2 separate regions of the Oryzias latipes genome follow, and region 2 is linked to region 1. Evidence: chromatin contacts called from public Hi-C data. All regions are on one chromosome and are shown on one strand. Each heading gives the region's core, a stretch centred on a gene start, on an enhancer-like site or on the middle of the called end of the contact. The rest is flanking DNA. Distances are from core to core; before and after follow the strand shown.

Region 1 (4,851 bases), core at 1,080-3,579:
GAAGTTACACCCACTTAATTGAATTGATTTGAAATGAAAGTAAAATAAATGTCTTATAACTACGTTTTATTTTTAGGTTGACTGATGTCAAAAAATGATTTATCTTAACTGAAGCAAATAATCAAGTTAGATCAAAATAAAAAAGTTTATATTTCCAACATCCATTCGTGGTCTTATCACCCTCTCATGGTGGAAAAAGTATTATCTGAGCTTATTCATCCACTAAATCATCTTCAAATGGACACGTCATGCTGCTTCACCTCTCTGAAAACAAACTAACCTTCAACTAAACCTACTCCAGACCAGGTTATGTTCAGAGTATGAGTTGCTATGGGAACTAAGCATATCCTGAAACGTACCTCTGTTTTTGGAACCGAAAGCTGAGGTTATCCACTTCCTTAGCCTCAAACTTACCGTGGTAACTAGCATAACCTGCTTTCTGGAATACCCCCCTGGTAAAGACATGCAAGTCGCTCAGCTCTGAATGACCCACCAACCCCACTGGTTACCCCCTGTGGATGTGGGGGCCTCATCAAAGTAAATATGACAGAACGTGTTCTCGTAAACCACAGACAACGTTTTGGATGATACATCTCACATAAAATACGGTGGGCGAGAGGTGCAAAACACGTTTATATTTAAGATACAACAACAACAAATGCCAACAAATGAACAAAAACTGAAACACATAAGCAAATCACGGAACAAATCACTGAGTCCAGAAACATAACAACGAAAGCAGAGACACGGCTTCTAGCAGAAAGGGACGTAATATAAAACCAATCGTGATTTTTCAAAGTTATTTATTACTGTTGTCTTTTTGTGGACATTATAAATACATGAAACATTCCAAAAGCAAAGTAACGTGGTTTCTTTTTGTGGTTCAGTTTTTGGTCATTTGTTCCATGATTTACCCTGCGACAGACTGGCGGCCTGTCAACAGTGCCCCCTGCCTTCGCCCACAAGTGGCTGGGATAGGCTCCAGCAGCCCCGTGACCCCGAAAGGGACAAAATGGAAGAAGATGAATGAATGTTCAATGATTCACTGTTGTGTTTCGGTATTAGTTCATTTGTACTGGGATTTGTTGTATCTTAAATGTAAGCGTGTCTTGCTCCTCTCGGCCTCCGTAATAAAGATCACATGGGAGGAGCGAGAAACTCTCACAAGAAATTCTAGATAAGTTAACGTGACTTACATGCAGCAAGTCCTTAAAAATGAAAAAAAAAAAAAAGATTTGGCAACTTTTGGGTCCAATCTACATGTTTCAAACCTGAGAGTGTCTCTCAGAGGCCAGCGGTTCGCCTTGTTCGTGTGTAATGGCCCTGAGCTCTGATCACACCAAGTATTTTAATCCAATCAGCTTCGTTTTCACATGACTGTCACACATTGCTGCTACCATGGCAACCAAAGTAGAGACAGTGCTGGAGACTCATGTCATTTCTCTGATCACTGTGTGCTTTAAATTTTCTATATTTTACTGGGGTGTTAAAAAAACTTAGCAGTATAAAGAATTTACTTTAATGTTTAGAGCAAAGATGAGTCAGTGATACAGATAATGCAGTAAAGTTCTATATGAAAAAAAGCTCTTTGTTAGATAAAAGAAATTTGTTCACAGCAGAGACAGAGTAGTGCTCAGTTTGTGATGTTTGAAATAATCAGTGCCAGAGCATCAAACAATAGTTACAATTATGACTATGAGCATGCCATGTCTCCTCTTTTCTTCTTGTCTTACAGCTTGTTTCGCAACTTTTCTATGAAATGTGGCTTTCAGTTCTAATGGGTTGCACAATAAAAAAGAACAATCAGAAAATGTCTGCAGAAGTGAAAAACATGTGCAATGACATTTGAAATAAGGCCAATCTTAAAAGTAAACAGAATATCTGGACAAACGGTCGCAGACACAGAGACGACAGAGGACAGCCAAGGAGAACCAGCTTTTTTCTCAAAGTAAAGTTGGTCCCAACAAAAGTGAAACAGCTGAAAAGTTAGTCAAAACTTAAACTTTCCCAAACAATTGTCTCTAAACTGTTTTAGAGGGTTTCAGTGACGGATGACTTCACCAGACTGCACTTCCTGTGAGAGGTGTAGCCTTTGCCCTGTGGTTTCTTTTTGGCTCGCTACCCTCTGTCGCTTCTCATTTTTTCATTGACATTTCCTGTTCCATGTCTAGTCACAGATCAAGACGTCTGACAGGCACTGGAGTCTTCCCCCTGGTTTTTCTGTCGTCCGCTTTGCCCTACAAACTGCAACCCAAATGTCACGTCGTCCGAGCCACCCGGTGAGACCAACAGGAGGCTGATGATGAGCAAAGGCCATGCACTCCACATCTGCATTAGTGAGGAAAGGACTCGACCTACTGGAGAAATGTGGTATAAGCTGACTGTCAAACTTAAAACCTAAATCCCTTGCTTTTCCTGCTCATTCCAGCGCCTATCTATAAACAAATTTAGCCCGTAGGTTGCCCAAGGCACTGCCTCTGACCAAGCTCCAACTCAGCATGACTTGGGTCTTCCCCAGGGCTTCCGCTTAGTGGGACATGCCGGGACGCGTCCTGGAGGTATCCGAACCAGATGCCAGAGCCACCTCAACTGGTTCCCCTGGATGTAGAGGAACAGCGGCACTGCTCTGAGCTCTCTGCTGGTGACCAAACCCGTCCCACTATCTCTACGGGAGCTCTCTCCGCTCTCTCTTCACAACAACAGACTGGTACAGCAACTGCATAACGGCAGATGCCGCACCAATCCGCCTGTCAATCTCCCTTTCCTGAATTTACCCTCTGCATTTATCCGGACTTGGGACCGGCACATGAAACCACTGTTGTGCTTCCTTGTGGTTGCATTACTTTTTTGATATGTTTACTAAATATCTTCCTTTCAATTTAGATTTGTACCATAACCTCTAGAGAAGCACTGTGAAAGAGTCAAAACTATTAAATATTAATGGGGGTGCTTGTAGCTTGTTGTCACATATCAGAATCAGAATCAGCTTCATTGGCCAAGTACAGTGCACGTACCAGGAATTTGACTTTGGAGTCTTGTGCTCTCATGCAAACTAGCAAGGTATAAAAAGGTGTAAAGGGGTAAGACCAAAAAGGATAAACAATAAAGAAAGTAATATAAGGAAGATATAGGAACAAATAAACATAACTAAATAAAAATGACTAAGAATGCAGCAGTAGTTCTGGTGTGGCAGTTTGTATGGTTGTTCCGTGTTCTGGAGTGGTCAGGAGTTCATCAGAGTGACGGCTCAGGGGAAGACGCTGTCTTTGTGGCGAGTGGTTTTGGGGCACATTGTCCTATCTTGTACTATATCACATTTTGCCCTGGAGGTCTAAACAAACTGAACATGTCCTCATTTTAAAAACCCACTGATTGCATTGATTAAAGCTTAGCTGATTTATTTTTGTGATGTTACATCATATCTCTGTTATTTGTTTTTTATATTTGCCTACAGTCACTACATCTCTATAAACATTTTTTTTGGGAATGGGTGGAAACCGGAGCACCCGGCGCAAACCCACAGATGCACAGACTAAACAAACTAAACATCTCATTTTAAAACCTACTTTGATTAAAGCTAAGTCCCTTGTTATTCCCACCAACGTTTTTCCTAAATTTTTTTACCTTGTTTTTTCTAATTGAATATAACCCCCTGCTATTTAGTCCTACTTTTAAGTCCTAACAGATTTTTTTTAGTTATCATAACCCCATTTACACTTTTATTCCTTTTTTAAAAACTCATTCATCATCTAATCCATTTTATCCCTTTCGGGGTCACGAGGCTGCTGGAGCCTATCCCAGTCACCTGTGGGTGAAGGCAGGGGACATCCTGGACAGGTCGCTAGTCTGTTGCAGGACAACAATCACACACCCATTCACTCCCACATTCACACCCATGGACAGTTAAGAGTAACCACTGAACCTGTGAAGCATGTTTTTGGACAGTAGCAGGAACTAACTCCACACAGGTCCCCCAGCTGGGACCTGACCCGGGGGCCTTCTTGCTGTGAGGCAAGAGCACTAACCTCTACCGTGCAGCCATGCTGCATCCTTTTTTTTAATTAACACCCCCCCCCCCCCCCGCTACTTATTCCTACTTTTACGTCCTAACAGATTATTTTTATTTAACATAACCACATTTGTACTTTTATTACTACTTTTTTTTTTTTATCTAACATACCCCCCCCCCCCCCCCCCCCCAGCCCCTGTATTCCTTTTTTGAATTCCTACTAGATTTGTTTTTTTCCTATAAACAAAAAACACTAAAACTTTTTACAACAAAGATATTGGCTTTAACGGTTTTCCTACCAAAACCCTGTTGAATTTATTTCTGATGGAGAAAGCCTCCTAAACACACCAGGCTGTGATTTCATTGCTCTTTAGAGGTTAAAGCCACTGCATTTTTGGCTGCTTGAGAATTAATTTCTATGAACGCAGCTATCAATTCAGGCTTTCCCACAGTTTTTTCAGGTCCTTGTAAAGAAGCAAGAGAAGCTGTGTGGCAATCCTTCTACTATCCATCTGAACTTTGTCATCTTTGAGAAACTCCACAATTGTTTCAACCAGCTCTGCTACAGGATACATGTCTTTGTCATGAAGGCTTGATCCAGATTTTGAAACTAAAAGTGAGATCGTCTTTAACCCTCGTGCTATCTTAGATGACCCCACCCTTCCATTGACGTGTTCTTCCTACCATGACAAAGGTGGATAAAGGTGGAAAGATTTCATGTAATCCATGGACACCAGTGAAGATCACAAATCATTGAAGAAAAAAGGTTCAGAGCACTGTCTAGTGGGTCTAGATGACCCCACTCCCAACGCCTAGGATAGCACAAGGGTTACAACTGACTC
Region 2 (4,851 bases), core at 874-3,373, 36 kb before region 1:
GTGTGTCTTCAGGTATATGTGTGTCCATAAAAGTGTCTGTGTGCATGTATATGTTTGTGTGTGTGGGCAGCTGTAAGGTGTGTGAAGGTGCATGAATATGCGTGTGTATGCGTGTATATGTGCATGTCTGTGTGCACGTATTTGTCTTTGTGTGTGCATGTGTTTGGGCACCTGTAAGAAGGTGTGAAGTTGCATAAATATGTGCATGTGTCTGTATATCTGAGTTTGTATATGTCTTTGTGTGTCTGTGTGCATGTATAGGGGTGTGTCAGTGTGTGTGCGTGAACAGGTGTGTGTGTGTGAGCAGCAGAGCGGCCCGCCGCCTCCCCTGGAGTCTTTGAAAGCGAGCTTCCCTGGGGGTCTCAGGTGACACCACAGTGTGCAGAAATGTGACCCACAATAGCAGACGTGTGTCATTACAAATCCATAAAAATACTCCTTGTCCCTCTGAGTTTTACTCTGAAAGGACATCAGAACGGCGTTCACTTCCTTCGGAGCTGTGTTTATCACAGATCACTCCACTCCAAACATTGAAAACATCAGAAAACAACAGCATTGTGGTTTAGGAACCATAAAAAAGAGCGGGCGTCACGCCTGAGTCACCGAACACTCACCCTAAAAACAGAAAACAAAAATTCCCTCTGATTCATAAAAGCAACAAGCAGCTCGTTGAATGAGATTTACATAACTGTATGAAACCAATTTGATGCGTAGAAAGTTTAGACTTTATCTTGCTAATCTCTGCCTCAGATCTAACTCTGGGATTTATCAGATGTCAGAAAAGTCATCAGTCTCATTCCTTTTAAAAACACGTTAAAGATGCTCTGTAAGTGTTGCAGCCATCTCTGGTGTTCACTGGCTCCTCCCTTATCTACAGTTAATGGAGCAGACCAGAATTTCGGGCTTCCGCGTCCGCAACGCTTATGATGGTGCGTTGCTACGAAAGTTTTTAAGTCTGGTTACAAACTCTACTACATATCATTGATATGCTCATTGATCGCGTGCTGATAGTTTAACCGGTTGAACATTTTTATGCTGAATGGTAGCACTTTGACCAGTCGGGGACTCGGATTTAGGAGTGACCTGTGGGTGGCGTCTGTTTCAAAAGCCGAAAGTACCAACTGTTGTAAACATGATCACGAAGGAAACATGAATAACTGTGGTTTTTGTCCGGTCGGATTAACACAACGCCAAGACGGGTATTTATAGGAACAGAGCTGTAAAACCAAAAAAGCCTGGAGCAAGATTTGCGTGATTTGCACCGCTTTGACTCTCCCTATTGTAGATGGCGGACGAGCGCCAATAAACAGTGAATACACAAAAGAAGAAGAATCTTCTCCCTAGCGCTCACTGCATGTCTGGCACTGGTTTGATGTGAGCACCACTGGGCGGATGCGCGGTCATAAAACCAAAGTGGCAATAAAACAAAACGACGCGTCAACAATCCCAATTTATATAGTTGCTTATTCGACGGCGTCCTTAAATCACTGCTTACTGACGACGTCTGGCTCCAACATGGCGGTGTCCAAGTTCCAAAAAAGGGACGACTGAATTGACTACATTTGGTTGAAACCAGAAGTAAGCAGTTTCCTGTTGAATGACGTCACCCACTCACTCCAGTTCTCACATACAATCAATGATCACGACACATCTGCAGAGCGACTCCCAACACACGTTAGAAGACACTCCTTTGTCTGTCCTCAAACGCACCACAGGACGGCCACCGATCACGGCTCGTCTACCTGTGCATCACAGTAACGGCCATCAGGTGCAGCCGTGCACGCCTCAGTACAAGCAGCCCAACCCACTGGAGAGAACAGTACAAATATAACAGGGAAGGACTCGTGCACTCACGGCACAGCAGCACGGACTGTCAGCTGGGAGGGAGAATTAATGCAGACTTTTCCTCTCCTCAGATTGATGTGATGTTTGCTACTCTCTCAGGTTTCCTTGGAAATAACGTTTTATTTCTGCTTCACAAGCTGTTTTTTTCTGGTTTCACTAAACACTAACAAAACTTCAGACAGTCAAACGGCTGCAGAACAAGTGGAGTGGATGGGACCGGCTGGGGTGACGTCAGGAACCAGCAGCTCGTCCCACAGGTTTCACAGCCACAAAGAGAGCTCATTATTAGCCTGCGGGAGCATCACTCGCGCCCGAGGCAAACAGGCAAGGCCGTGCATGATTCACATTATGATCAGGGAGTGGCGTCTTACTGAGAAAGCTGTGACCTGCTACACTGTCACCAGACTGAGGCTAAAAACAACACAGAGATACTTCAGAAAAAAAACCTGAACAAAGAGTTTGCAAAGGTGAAGTAAGTTCTGCTTTATAAGAAACACGGCCGCCAGACTCGGCTCTAGTTTAGCTCCATGAGTCCTATTTTCCCTCCACTTTTCCCCGTCGTTTTTTTTTTTTCTTACTGCGTGCAGTTTTCTTTTCTTTCTCAGAGCTCCACCGCTGGTTTCTGTCCCACTCGAGGTGTTCGGTTTCTACAGCTGGTTCCCATTAACCCCCCTATCCAATGCACACCCTTCCTCGCTCTCTGGACTCCATTTTCATCCTCCACCTCCTCCACCTCATGCTGACCTCTGCAGCGTTTCATGCCTTATCTCCTGCAGACAACCTTCATTCCAAATTCCCAGGTCCCAAGGTGCTCCAGGTCTCTGATTCTGTTTTCTTTGGCATTACTCCTTCCTGGGGACCTATTCATCTTCGGCTACAACCCTCCCCACCCACTCCTCTTTCAGTCACTATTCCAGGCTCAGCTATGCTTAATAACTCTGACATGTCCCCCCCCCGCGGCTGTTATGAAGACATGGTGTGAGAGAAACAGAGGCAGAGCACCAGCCGGCTCACATTTCAATCCCCGGATAATTCCCTGACTTGGCTGGAGCATAGGTGGCCCATTCACTGTTCCTGTGTGTGCATGCATGAACATTACCCGCTAGGCGCACACTTCTGAGTGGCGGAGAAAAATTCCCAAGCTTAGTGAAATAGCTTGTGTTGCAGTACAGTTTAAAAAGCTTTGCATTCAGATAAAAAAAAGCTTTTCTAGAAGCAAGGATGAATGTGAGAAAGTACAAAGATTAAAAGAAAAAAAAAATGCAATTACAAAAGAGAATTTCTACCAAACGCATTAGGATGATGCGGTTCTGTCCCTCGGCTGTGGAACGGCAGAACACAGCTTTTGTGTGGAGCGTTTTCAGGAAAGGAACTTTAAACATGATGTTGAGGGGGATTTTTGGCACTTTGATTGTTTTTTTTTCTCTCTTTTATTTTGAAAGAGACAAAGTGGAAATTCTCTTCTGGGGTTGGTGGGTAGCTGTGGGGGCACAGAACACCACCATGGTATGTCATAATGAGAAAAGGTAAAGTATGACAGTAAAATGTGGGAAGAGAGCCATGCATGCCGCAGAAAAAGGCAGGATCTCAAAGCAGAGGTCTGATGCTGAGCGGACGGAGGCGTGGGCAGCAGGGTGGAGTCCTGAATTACTGTGCGGTAAAAGTTTGGGTTGTGTTTAAAACAAATCCTAAAAAAAACATGAGAGCAAACAGAACCAGAACCACTCCGTCGTTTGTCTTTAAAGGAAAGTCTCTAGCAGTGAGTTTAGCAGTAAAACAACCTTTTTTAACATAAACCAAAGAAACATTCAGCCAGAATCCGACACTTCAACATTTGGCTGTTTTTCAACAAGACTGTCCTACAAAGAAATCATTTTAACATGTAAACAAAGCTGAAAAGGTTTGGAAAAGGGCCTTCAAGTTGTTTAAAGCCTTTGGTCAAATGGTCCAGGGGGTCTGCAGAGGGAAAGCAGCTAAAGGGGGGGGGGGGTAAAAACAGAGTTCAGATCAGGTCCAGGATGAAGAATTTTAGCAAAATAAAAGCATGAACTGCTAAAATCTGATTCTCTGCAGTGACGGTTCTAAAGTAGCAGATGAACTCAAAGATTTTCCTCCCTGTTTAGATGCAGAAAAAGCGTGACTGTGACCAAACACACAACCTCGCTGTCCCTCATTTACAGCCTGTGTGACAGAGACGCCTGCTGCCCGCCTGCGTCTGGTTTTATGGTTTGGTCGTCACATTCCCCAGCACTCTGAAAGGCGTCTGCTTCTGAGAGCAACATGGATTTCTGCCCCCCCTCCACTAAGTAGCAGCACCGCGAAGAAAAATGATCAATCTGAAGACAAACTGCTGTCACTTGGAGAGAATCCCAGGAGGATCTTCTGGTTTCTGGTTTCAGCTCCACTGATGTAAAAAAGAGGAAAACTTTTATGTGAGCACACAGAACCAGATATAAACCCATTTCTAGATCAGTACTGCAGAGGAAAAGGAGGGGGGGGGGGCATTACTCCTCAGGATGCAAAGCCTTTCTCCATGTAACCCCCTCACCCACCCCTCTTCATCAAAAAAGGATTGGGGAACCAAAGTGGTGGTGCTGGAGGTGGGGGGGGGGGGGGTATGTTTAGCACTGGTCAGGAAAACTACCTGCAGTTTGAGTCCCCATGCAGGACGCTGTCGCTCAGCCAAATCCACCAGATAAGAAGGTTGTTTTATCCATCCATCCATCCATTTTCTTAACCTGCTATATCCCTCACGGGGTCGCCGGTAGGGTTGTGCCGATGGACGATATCATCGTCCATCGTGATGGGTGACTGACATCCCGATGGAGAGACCACCATCGTGATGCCACGCCCCCGCCACGTTGCGCGTCGACACCATAAGCCGCGGTTACATGTACAAAATATCTTGATGGGATCAATGGTCGGATTGGAATCCAACCGTGTACATGGGCCCAGAAAAATGTTTTCAGAATATAAAAACGTTCACTAAGGTCACAATTTCGGTCG

Evidence for each region. Hi-C and Micro-C count contacts between places; a contact is called where the count stands out from the background.
Region 2: a contact with region 1 is called in a Hi-C map of embryo, with 2.4 times the contacts expected there. The contact joins two enhancer-like sites. A contact is called at or near these places in 5 of 5 Hi-C or Micro-C datasets (embryo, fibroblasts and gastrula embryo).

Annotation. Positions count from the first base shown.
Region 1 is chr4:6,973,394-6,978,244 of ASM223467v1, reverse strand. No RefSeq gene overlaps it. Among protein-coding and RNA genes, the nearest start is that of LOC101168279, 8.2 kb to the right of the region's middle. Within about 2 kb of position 2,329, at least 5 of the 8 cell types and tissues checked have an H3K27ac peak or open chromatin away from gene starts, as enhancers often do. A contact at or near this core is called in embryo, where this site is marked.
Region 2 is chr4:7,008,818-7,013,668 of ASM223467v1, reverse strand. The region is part of intron 2 of LOC101162275 (neurogenic locus notch homolog protein 2); the gene reads right to left. Among protein-coding and RNA genes, the nearest start is that of LOC101162275, 22 kb to the right of the region's middle. Within about 2 kb of position 2,123, at least 4 of the 8 cell types and tissues checked have an H3K27ac peak or open chromatin away from gene starts, as enhancers often do. A contact at or near this core is called in embryo, where this site is marked.